Linked DNA regions of Mus musculus: regions 1 and 2 are each linked to region 3. A link is a contact called in public HiChIP or PLAC-seq data. All regions are on one chromosome and are shown on one strand. Each heading gives the region's core, a stretch centred on a gene start, on an enhancer-like site or on the middle of the called end of the contact. The rest is flanking DNA. Distances are from core to core; before and after follow the strand shown.

The links. HiChIP or PLAC-seq counts read pairs in DNA pulled down with a chosen protein or histone mark.
Region 1: a contact with region 3 is called in an H3K27ac HiChIP or PLAC-seq map of heart atrium, with 4 times the contacts expected there. The contact joins the enhancer-like site here to the promoter of Cd93 in region 3. A contact is called at or near these places in 9 of 39 promoter capture datasets (the 3T3-L1 cell line, the C10 cell line, cranial neural crest and 6 more), 4 of 115 datasets of contacts at active chromatin or transcription factors (bone marrow-derived macrophages, cardiomyocytes, heart atrium and 1 more) and 2 of 9 other capture datasets (adipose tissue and liver).
Region 2: an H3K4me3 HiChIP or PLAC-seq map of bone marrow-derived macrophages shows a contact between it and region 3, with 2.9 times the contacts expected there. The contact joins the enhancer-like site here to the promoter of Cd93 in region 3. A contact is called at or near these places in 2 of 39 promoter capture datasets (embryonic stem cells and macrophages), 1 of 15 datasets of contacts at CTCF or cohesin (large pre-B cells), 10 of 484 Hi-C or Micro-C datasets (LSK cells, bone marrow-derived DN2 thymocytes, bone marrow-derived macrophages and 6 more), 8 of 115 datasets of contacts at active chromatin or transcription factors (the 230-238 cell line, the HPC-7 cell line, bone marrow-derived macrophages and 4 more) and 4 of 9 other capture datasets (adipose tissue, bone marrow-derived macrophages, liver and 1 more).

Annotation. Positions count from the first base shown.
Region 1 is chr2:148,653,731-148,657,052 of GRCm38.p6, reverse strand. No RefSeq gene overlaps it. Among named protein-coding and RNA genes, the nearest start is that of Nxt1, 17 kb to the left of the region's middle. Within about 2 kb of position 1,897, at least 5 of the 459 cell types and tissues checked have an H3K27ac peak or open chromatin away from gene starts, as enhancers often do. A contact at or near this core is called in heart atrium, where this site is marked.
Region 2 is chr2:148,571,193-148,574,287 of GRCm38.p6, reverse strand. No RefSeq gene overlaps it. Among named protein-coding and RNA genes, the nearest start is that of Gm46770, 11 kb to the right of the region's middle. Within about 2 kb of position 1,302, at least 26 of the 459 cell types and tissues checked have an H3K27ac peak or open chromatin away from gene starts, as enhancers often do. A contact at or near this core is called in bone marrow-derived macrophages, macrophages and pro-B cells, where this site is marked.
Region 3 is chr2:148,442,111-148,445,229 of GRCm38.p6, reverse strand. Cd93 (CD93 antigen) reads left to right here and starts at 1,695. Exons shown (of 2, transcript NM_010740.3): 1 at 1,695-3,119. The coding sequence starts at 1,806.

The DNA of each region.
Region 1 (3,322 bases), core at 648-3,147, 210 kb before region 3:
ACCCAGAACCCACATAAAAGCTAGATGCTGCAGCATACAGCTATAGAGTTAAATATATAACTCTAGCTTTGTAGACTGAGGTATGAAGATCACTACCTAACTAGTCTACTTGAATCGATGAGCTCCAGATTTATCAAGACCTTATCTCAAAGATAAGGTTGGGCCATGGCCAAGTCTTCTAGTTAGGGTATTCTTATGGCCCCCAATACCTAAGGGACTTCCTGCTGCCTCAAATAATCTACCCTCCACAGTTAGAAGTAAACAGAAGAAACCTAGAATGTTCTATAACCTGCTTTCTCATGGACAGAAGCTAAGGCTCCTTTGCGAAAGTGGTATCTCCTAGGCAGCTCACTCTTAGTGACTGGACATCCAGCCAACAAGATGTGGGTGCCTAGGAGCCACCAAGTCTGGTTCTTTCATCATTCATGTAAATGTTACAGCTTTGCTCCAGCTGGGGGAGATTTTCCCAGTGAAAGTGTTACAGCTCTTCTCTGAGAGGGATCCCAGCAATAAATCGTGAGCCAAAGAATACCACAAAGTCACTGCATAACAACCTCACACAAGGGATTTATTGGGGGAGAAAAGGCCAGAAGGGTGGCAGACTTTATATAGGGTTTCTTGCGGGAGGGGCACAGCTTTTCAGAGTGGCCTAGGATTGGTAGAATTTTTGTGATCTGATCTTGGAGCAAGCATAGGGATTGGTAAAGTTTCTGGTTTAGGGACTTATAGGATTTTGTGCTCAGGGATTGATGTGATTCTTTGGCTTGATTTTGAGGCAAGCACAATTGGTGGGATTGTTTCTTGGCTCTGGTCTTGGGCTATGGGTCAAGTTAGAGTCAGGGAGTTTTCCCCTTTGGTCATGGTCTTTTACCCTACAATTCATCTTCCCTGACTGGTGAGTACTACTCTCCTGGACTCCATGCCTAGTACAAAGCTCCAAGTTGTTCTATTAGTCTTGTATACATTTGGCTGTTGGCAGAGGGCATGGGTATGGTGACTCATTAGTTAAAGGCATCTGCTGTCTAGCCTGATGACCAGGGTTCAATCCCTGGAATCTATATGGTGGAAAGAGAGAACTGACTCTCACATGTTGTTCTCATGCGCTGACGACCCTGTCCTGCCTCAGTCTCTGGACCCCACTAGGTGTACTTCTTACACTTCTGTGGTCATGTCATGTTTTCTGCTGGTGGCTGTGTGTATGTGTAGGATTGGGTGTGGGTTAAGGTTAGGGTTTCTTTGGGGACTGAGTCAGGAGGATGCCTAGCCAACTTGGCTAAATTGATGATGTGCTCCAGATTCAGTGAGAGCCTACACCTCAAAAAACAAGATGAAAAGGCTTGATGAGTCTGCACAGCTGGAGTTACAGGTGCACATCAGAGCATATCTGCATATACACATACAAACACAAGAAATAAAAATAATATAAAGGACCATTAAAGAAAACATCTAATATTGATATATGCCTTTCGCACACTTGCACACCATATGTGCATTCACACCCACATCTGTACATACATACATACATGAACACATATATCATACATGAGCATATACATAAACAAGCTTCAGAATTCATAAAAAGGCATACTGACATTTGTAGGCTAGCCTTCAGCATCAGTTTCTAAAGCAGGAGCAATTTGCATTTCTAACCACCTCCTAGAATTGCTACTCCTGCCATCAAGGATAATACAGTAGGACCACTGTGCTGACTACAGTATAAACACTCACAGTACAGAAATCATACATTATCATCCAATAAAACAATTTTACACTACTTGACTGTTGATTCAGGCTCAAAGGTTGAGCCTCCATTTCCCCTGTTTGGAAGCTGCCTGCAGCTGGCCTACTCTTGGATGCTGAGTTGACATTTAAAGTATCTGCCACACGAGGGTGCTCTCGCCTATTCTAAGCACAATGCTAGGCTAAGATGCTGCACTGAGTTCCTGTTATCTCTTAGAAGGCATCTATTTCTCTCTTAGCTCAAACATTTGACAAACGGAAATTTCTAAGGATACCTCTCTTGTCTGAATGGATGGTGGTACACAGGGCTTTGTTCTTGTGGCTTTATTTTTTAGAATGTAGAAACTCTGGGTTTGTTTATCTGCTGTTTAAAGGCTCCAATCTTGGGTTGTTTCTGTCTCTGAAGTTCTTGCTAACAATGCTTCTTGGTTAGGATTTTAGGTACCTGGCCAGCACTTAAATAAAATAAAAATAATATAAAAGACCATTAAAGAAAACATCTAATATTTATGTATGCCTTGCACACTATATGTGCATTCACACCCACATCTGTACATACAGACATGAACACATATACCATAAAGGAGCATATACATAAACAACTTTGTACTAGACATGGGTCCAGGTGGGTAGTACATAAAAGGCAGAGGGGATGGTAAGGAACCTGCCCTGGAGGACCCCAGGCAGCCATTTCTTGTTAACCATATGCCACTGATTGTGAGCTGCCCAAAGGAGGTACCACTTCCACAGAGGACCCAGGTACTATCCATGAAAAACAAACAAACAAACAAACAAACAAACAAAACCAAAACAGGTTATCATAGAACATTCTAGGTTTTCTCTTCCTACTTCCAGCTATGGAGGGTACTAAGGGGAGCAGAAAGTCCCATCTCTATTGGGAGCCATAAGGATACCCTAAGAAGGTGCGCTAGCTATGCTCCAAGCTAATAAAACTAGCTAAAAATTTCTTGGCAATTTCCCCAATAAGAGTCACTAATGAATGGCTGGAGTTGATAAATCAAATGATTGAAATATACACTCACTTAGAATTTAGAGGTTGCTAATAAAAAAAAAAACCAAAAAACAACAACAACAACAACAAAAACCAGAAAAGCTTGTGGCGATTGCATGCACGTGCTAGTTACACCGGTGTAGCATTGCCCCAATTACCTGACAGAAAACTTACAGGGAAGAGGGATTTGTTTCAGCTCACTGTTTTAGAGATTATTGGATAGAATTTCATAATGGTTGGGATGTGACACACAAGGTTCTCTTCATTGCAGGCAGAAAGTAGAGATGAGCAGGAATACACTAGAACAAGATACTCCCAGCAACACACCCTTCATGGCCTGCTTCCCTTAGCAACAACTTACACTTTAAGATTTCCAGGACCTCCCCAAATTATACAACCATGTGGGAGCCAAGTCCTTAACACACGGGCTTTGGGGGGAATATTTCCTCTATTAGTTAATTCTTGTTGCTGTGACAAAGTGTTTGAGAAAACTAGCCTAAAGAAGGAAAGGTATATTGTGCCTTGAACATCTTGCAACTCCAGTGGAGGGAACATGAGACAGCTGGTTAT
Region 2 (3,095 bases), core at 53-2,552, 130 kb before region 3:
ATGGCCAGGCCAGGGATTAAAGGGTAATGAACTCTATACAGCATTTCATTTCTGTCAGGATGATCTATGCATCCACTCTTCAGTCTTATAGAGAGAAGCAGAATGTGACCTTCTCAACACATCTCGCTGTGTATTAAATTTCAAATACAACATTGGTTTTAGCCACAGAGGAATGTGTTATGAGGCTTATACATCAGCACTTCAGGGCTTTAGACAGCATAGGTTTTCTATAGTTCTAAGTTTGACCTATTAGATTTAAAAGGCCCATTGGAGGGCCCTATTGATTTTTCATTTCTGAGGTTACAAATGACCACAAACACAGTGGCTTAACACATTAGCGTCTAACTGATGTGACCTGACTCACAGGCAGCATTCAGAAACCCAACGCTGCTCATACCGTGCTAAGTCCAAACCCAACGCTGCTCATACCGTGCTAAGTCCAGGGACTTCTCTGCAGGACTTCTCTGCTCTGCAAGTTCTAGGAGCAACTGAGCAATCTGCCTCGAGTTCCAAGTCTGGGCACCCTCATCTCTTCAAAGGCAGAGCCATTGCCCCTACCCTTTTGTCCCCTCTGTCACTGTTAAGGCCTCTTGTGATCATGTTGGTCTGATCTAGATAAGAAGGACACAACCGTGTCCCAGCATAACATGGTTATAATTGTTTTCTTTGCCATTAGCTATTGTTGTCAATCTCTTTCTCTGCCTAAATTATAAATTAAACTTCATCACAGATGTGTCTGTATAGCAAAACATATCAGATCTAGCATTTGGCACAACCCCTAGTCTTTGGCATCAGCTGAGGGCTGTGGACTGTGTCCTCTGTGGATAAGGAAGGACTAGTGGGTAGCATGCTTCAAAGGAATCATTGGAAGTAATAAACTAATATAGACTGTTTTAATCAGTTTACATGAAACTGCCCAAGTGCTGAGCAAAGAGGAAACGAAAGTCTACTTAGATTTGCATGTATTTTCCAAAATGTACAAACAATAATTTGTAAGTCAAATTTAATATTTATGAGGAAATTGAGGCTTCAATTTTTTTACATATTTAATAAATGAGATGTTAGCATGAAATATCTTTGCTCCTTGGACACAGGAGTTACTGATAGAGCTCCTCCCCAAAGCCTCTTTCAGGATCTACTCCATACTTCCTTTGTAGGGCTGCTGGTGGCTCAAAGCCTTCCAGAGATTGATCTGAGTCTATAAGACCTGTAGGCCCAGGGACCCCTTAGAAGTGGGACAGCCCACTATAAGGTCACAACACGTAGAACAGGCTTTCCATCCTCATAGAGTCAGATGCAGCTGACTCTGGGGAGCGTATTGTTGACCGTGTCTTTTGTAGTTCCTGTTTGTAAAGCTCCTCTTGGGTTTGACTTCCTGGCAGAGAAGCAGGAAAGTCCATGGAGGTCAGTTTCACAGAAGCTCAGGTGAAAGAGTTAATTTCCCTAGGTGACCCACTTTCTGTCTCAAAATGGAGCCTCCTGGGTGGACGTGTCACTTTGTTAATGCATTCTAGTCACATTTGTTACCTGTGACATTTCCACTAATAGTTATATGGAAGCAGCTTTCACTGTTTCTCAGGATTCATATTTTCATATACCAAACAAAAACAGTTATGGGTGGTTTTCCCTTAATGACTTAGAGTTTCATTTATTCATTTGGTGATGGTTAACCCAGTGCCTTGTGCATATGCTATACCACCAAACTACACTACCTGCCATATTGATTTAGAAATACAAGTTGGTACTTTAATTATCTGTTTCTTGACTTTCAAAGTATTAGCAGATTTTATAAAATGTTGTGGAACTTACAGGAGAAGGTTAGGGTGTTAGGTAATCTCTCTTAGATTTATTTATGTATTTATTATCTCTATAGCTGTGTCCATAATTATGTGTGTCCAGCACATTTTAGCAATGCTCTCGGCAGCCAGCAGAGGGTGTCAGATCCTCTGGAACAGTGGTCTTCACCTTCCTAATGCTATAGCCTTTAATACATTTCCTTATGTTGTGGTGAATCCCCAGCCATAAAACTATTTTGCTGCTACTTCATAACTGTAATTTTGCTATTGTTATGGCTTGTGATATAAATATATGATATGCAGGATATCTGATATATGACTCTTGTAAAAAGGTCCTTTGACACCCCCCCCCCCCCACACACACACACATACACAAAGCGGTCATGACCCACAGTTTGCTTTAAAATTAGATTTACAGATGGTTGGGAGCTGACATGTGGTTGCTGGAAATCAAAGTTGGGTTCTCTGAAAGAGCAATCAGTTCTTTTAACCACTGAGCTATTTCTCTAGCCCAGTTTCTTAGGTTCTTATATGTGGCATGACGTCAATTGGAAAATATTTTTGCTTAGGTTGTTTGTATCTGTATTCATAGGCAGTGATTTGTTATTGTTTCTTCTCTCATTAACCATGTACAGTTGTTTTATAAAAACTTTTTGGGGTTTTTCTGTTATCTGAAGTATGCTGGCCAGTCTAGTGGCCAACTGCCATATGTGGGTGGCTATTAAGCTTGTCAAGTGCTATTAGTGAGTACTAAGGCATTGGAACACACTGGATTTTGAAGACTTTGTACAAAACATAAGAATATTAAAATATCTCAGCAATTTGTATCTAAGAATGGTAATATTTGGAGTATATAAAACCAGATAAGATTTATTATAATGTTAGAATCTAAATATATGCATGTATTGTCAACAGGAAGCAACTCTACTCTTCATAGTATGTCTTAATATTACTGCACTGGAAGTAGAAAAGGACCAGAGGGGAGAAGGAGTAAAGGCTAATGTGGAGAGGGCTGTTTCTTCGGGGAACTGGCCCACGCCTGCATACATGTTTGTATTTCAGGCCTGGTTATTAGGAAGATGAACATGGTGAGAGTTGTCTCCATACAAGTGGAAAGCCCCTCCAGGGCCTTCTCCTCAGGCTTCCAACCAGTGCTTGGAGGAGACCCAGACCACCAACTGTAAGAAAACAGGAGGAATCAGTACAGTGCCCAGCACAGGGCAGCTTACTCTCCAGGACAGGCTCGACATGGCACGCACACCAACTGGGTCTGTAGGACTCTTGCAGTGTGAAAGGAGA
Region 3 (3,119 bases), core at 446-2,945:
AATCAGGTCTTGTTAGTTCTGAACTCCAGATAGCATTCCCCTAAAAACCTGCCTAGACAATATCCTGAACCCCAATAAAAGCTTTGATATCCTCTCTTCCTCTCTCCATCCTTCTCCCCCCTTCCTCCCTAGTCTCCCCCTATCTTCTCTCTGTCCTTCCCTCTCCTTATTTCTCTCCCCTCCCTCTCCCTTTCAGTGTTGCCATAGTTCCCCACTTCCCACTAACATTGAGATCTGTGGTAACACAAATCTCTTAATTCACATGTTCTTTTGGGTTGCTTCCTCTTGCAAGTCACGACCACACTCACAACCGTGGGCATCTTGGGAAGAAGAAATTGCATCTAATAAAGAAAACAAAACAAAACAAAACACCCCCCCACCCCACCCCAAAAAATCTATCAGGACATTTGCCCGTGTCAAGCCCTGCCTCTGGAAGGGGCATATGATCTGGCAGGCCAAGACTAGAAATTGCAAAGTGACCTCAAAAGCAAGTGAGAGAACAGTGTAGCCAGCTGCCAGCAATAGAGGAGTGAGTGCTCAAGATCTGCCCAGAATCCTGCCTCAGCTGGATCCTGCCTCCACTGGGATGACTCTGTGAAGTGGCTTTTAACCTATCTTAGGAGGCTGGGCTCATTAGCACACTTGTGTGGCCTCATTCTGTTACTACTTTCCTTTATCTCTTAATCTAACACTTTCTCCAAAGTGTTAGACTCTGAGTCTAGCTGGGGTCAAGTAGAATATGGTGGTGGTTGGGGACAGGGGCAGTTAAACGTAGTTTCCACCTTCCAGTGGCTAGCTTTGATTGAGACAGGCCTTGGCCCAGGTGCTGTGAGCTGTAACGCCTGCCCGGGTGTTGATTCTTACATCGTGATTTTGAGCTGCAGCCTCTGATTGTGCTCCTGTGCCTTTGAACTCCGCCTAAGCCTTGGGTTAGGGAATATGACAAGGCAGGCCAGGTTCATTTTCCCATCTTTCTGATCTTTTGGGGACCCTGACACTTCATTTATAGTGCACTAGGAAACCCTGAAAACTATTTTCACCTTTTTAAAAAATATATATATTCTCATGGAGATTGACATTGTTGGAAACCCAGAAATTCCCACAGCCAAAATCCTATTTAAAAGCTTCCTGTCTATTTAAAGTTCATGATGGGAAGAATAAAAGAAAAAAACGACTCCAAAAACAGAGACAGGGTACAAGATAGGAAAAAAAAGCAGATCCAGTTTGCTTCTAAAAAAGGCCGAAAACTATAATCTTTCCATGCCCTTGTGTCTCAAGCGTCACATATTTTTCTTTCCCTTCTGGTGGTTTGCAATCTGAAGTGGAATTTTATCATGGGTTACTTGGATGATACTTTTCAAGTCTCTACCCTCCCACCCCCCAAAGTCTCTGCTCACTGGACAGCATGCCACTGGGGCTCTTTGTGGTATGGGAAAGTGAACGGACTCAAAATAAAGCAGCCATATCTCTTGGATCCTCTGTGTTTCCACAGCTCTGAGCCAGAGACTGCCCTCTGAACAACAAAACCGTGATGAAGGCAACAGGAGTCAGAAGGCTATTCATGGCAGGAAACCCCAGCATCCGGTGAGAAATAAGAAGTAGGAGAGCACAGGATGCGCCCTGGGTCAGGAGGACGTGAAAAGCGAGTCTTTGTAACCTTCTCAATGCCAGAGCTGTGGTAGTGTGAAAGCAGCAGTGCGCCTCTGCTCCCTTCAGAGCACAGCCTGGTGTCAAGGTCCAGGTTCCACCGGCTGCTGCTGTCACCGCAGGGGAGTCTAGCCCCTCCCAGAAGGAGACACAGAAGAATGGCCATCTCAACTGGTTTGTTCCTGCTGCTGGGGCTCCTTGGCCAGCCCTGGGCAGGGGCTGCTGCTGATTCACAGGCTGTGGTGTGCGAGGGGACTGCCTGCTATACAGCCCATTGGGGCAAGCTGAGTGCCGCTGAAGCCCAGCATCGCTGCAATGAGAATGGAGGCAATCTTGCCACCGTGAAGAGTGAGGAGGAGGCCCGGCATGTTCAGCAAGCCCTGACTCAGCTCCTGAAGACCAAGGCACCCTTGGAAGCAAAGATGGGCAAATTCTGGATCGGGCTCCAGCGAGAGAAGGGCAACTGTACGTACCATGATTTGCCAATGAGGGGCTTCAGCTGGGTGGGTGGTGGAGAGGACACAGCTTATTCAAACTGGTACAAAGCCAGCAAGAGCTCCTGTATCTTTAAACGCTGTGTGTCCCTCATACTGGACCTGTCCTTGACACCTCACCCCAGCCATCTGCCCAAGTGGCATGAGAGTCCCTGTGGGACCCCCGAAGCTCCAGGTAACAGCATTGAAGGTTTCCTGTGCAAGTTCAACTTCAAAGGCATGTGTAGGCCACTGGCGCTGGGTGGTCCAGGGCGGGTGACCTATACCACCCCTTTCCAGGCCACTACCTCCTCTCTGGAGGCTGTGCCTTTTGCCTCTGTAGCCAATGTAGCTTGTGGGGATGAAGCTAAGAGTGAAACCCACTATTTCCTATGCAATGAAAAGACTCCAGGAATATTTCACTGGGGCAGCTCAGGCCCACTCTGTGTCAGCCCCAAGTTTGGTTGCAGTTTCAACAACGGGGGCTGCCAGCAGGATTGCTTCGAAGGTGGCGATGGCTCCTTCCGCTGCGGCTGCCGGCCTGGATTTCGACTGCTGGATGATCTAGTAACTTGTGCCTCCAGGAACCCCTGCAGCTCAAACCCATGCACAGGAGGTGGCATGTGCCATTCTGTACCACTCAGTGAAAACTACACTTGCCGTTGTCCCAGCGGCTACCAGCTGGACTCTAGCCAAGTGCACTGTGTGGATATAGATGAGTGCCAGGACTCCCCCTGTGCCCAGGATTGTGTCAACACTCTAGGGAGCTTCCACTGTGAATGTTGGGTTGGTTACCAACCCAGTGGCCCCAAGGAAGAGGCCTGTGAAGATGTGGATGAGTGTGCAGCTGCCAACTCGCCCTGTGCCCAAGGCTGCATCAACACTGATGGCTCTTTCTACTGCTCCTGTAAAGAGGGCTATATTGTGTCTGGGGAAGACAGTACCCAGTGTGAGGATATAGATGAGTGTTCGGACGCAAGGGGCAATCCATGTGATTCC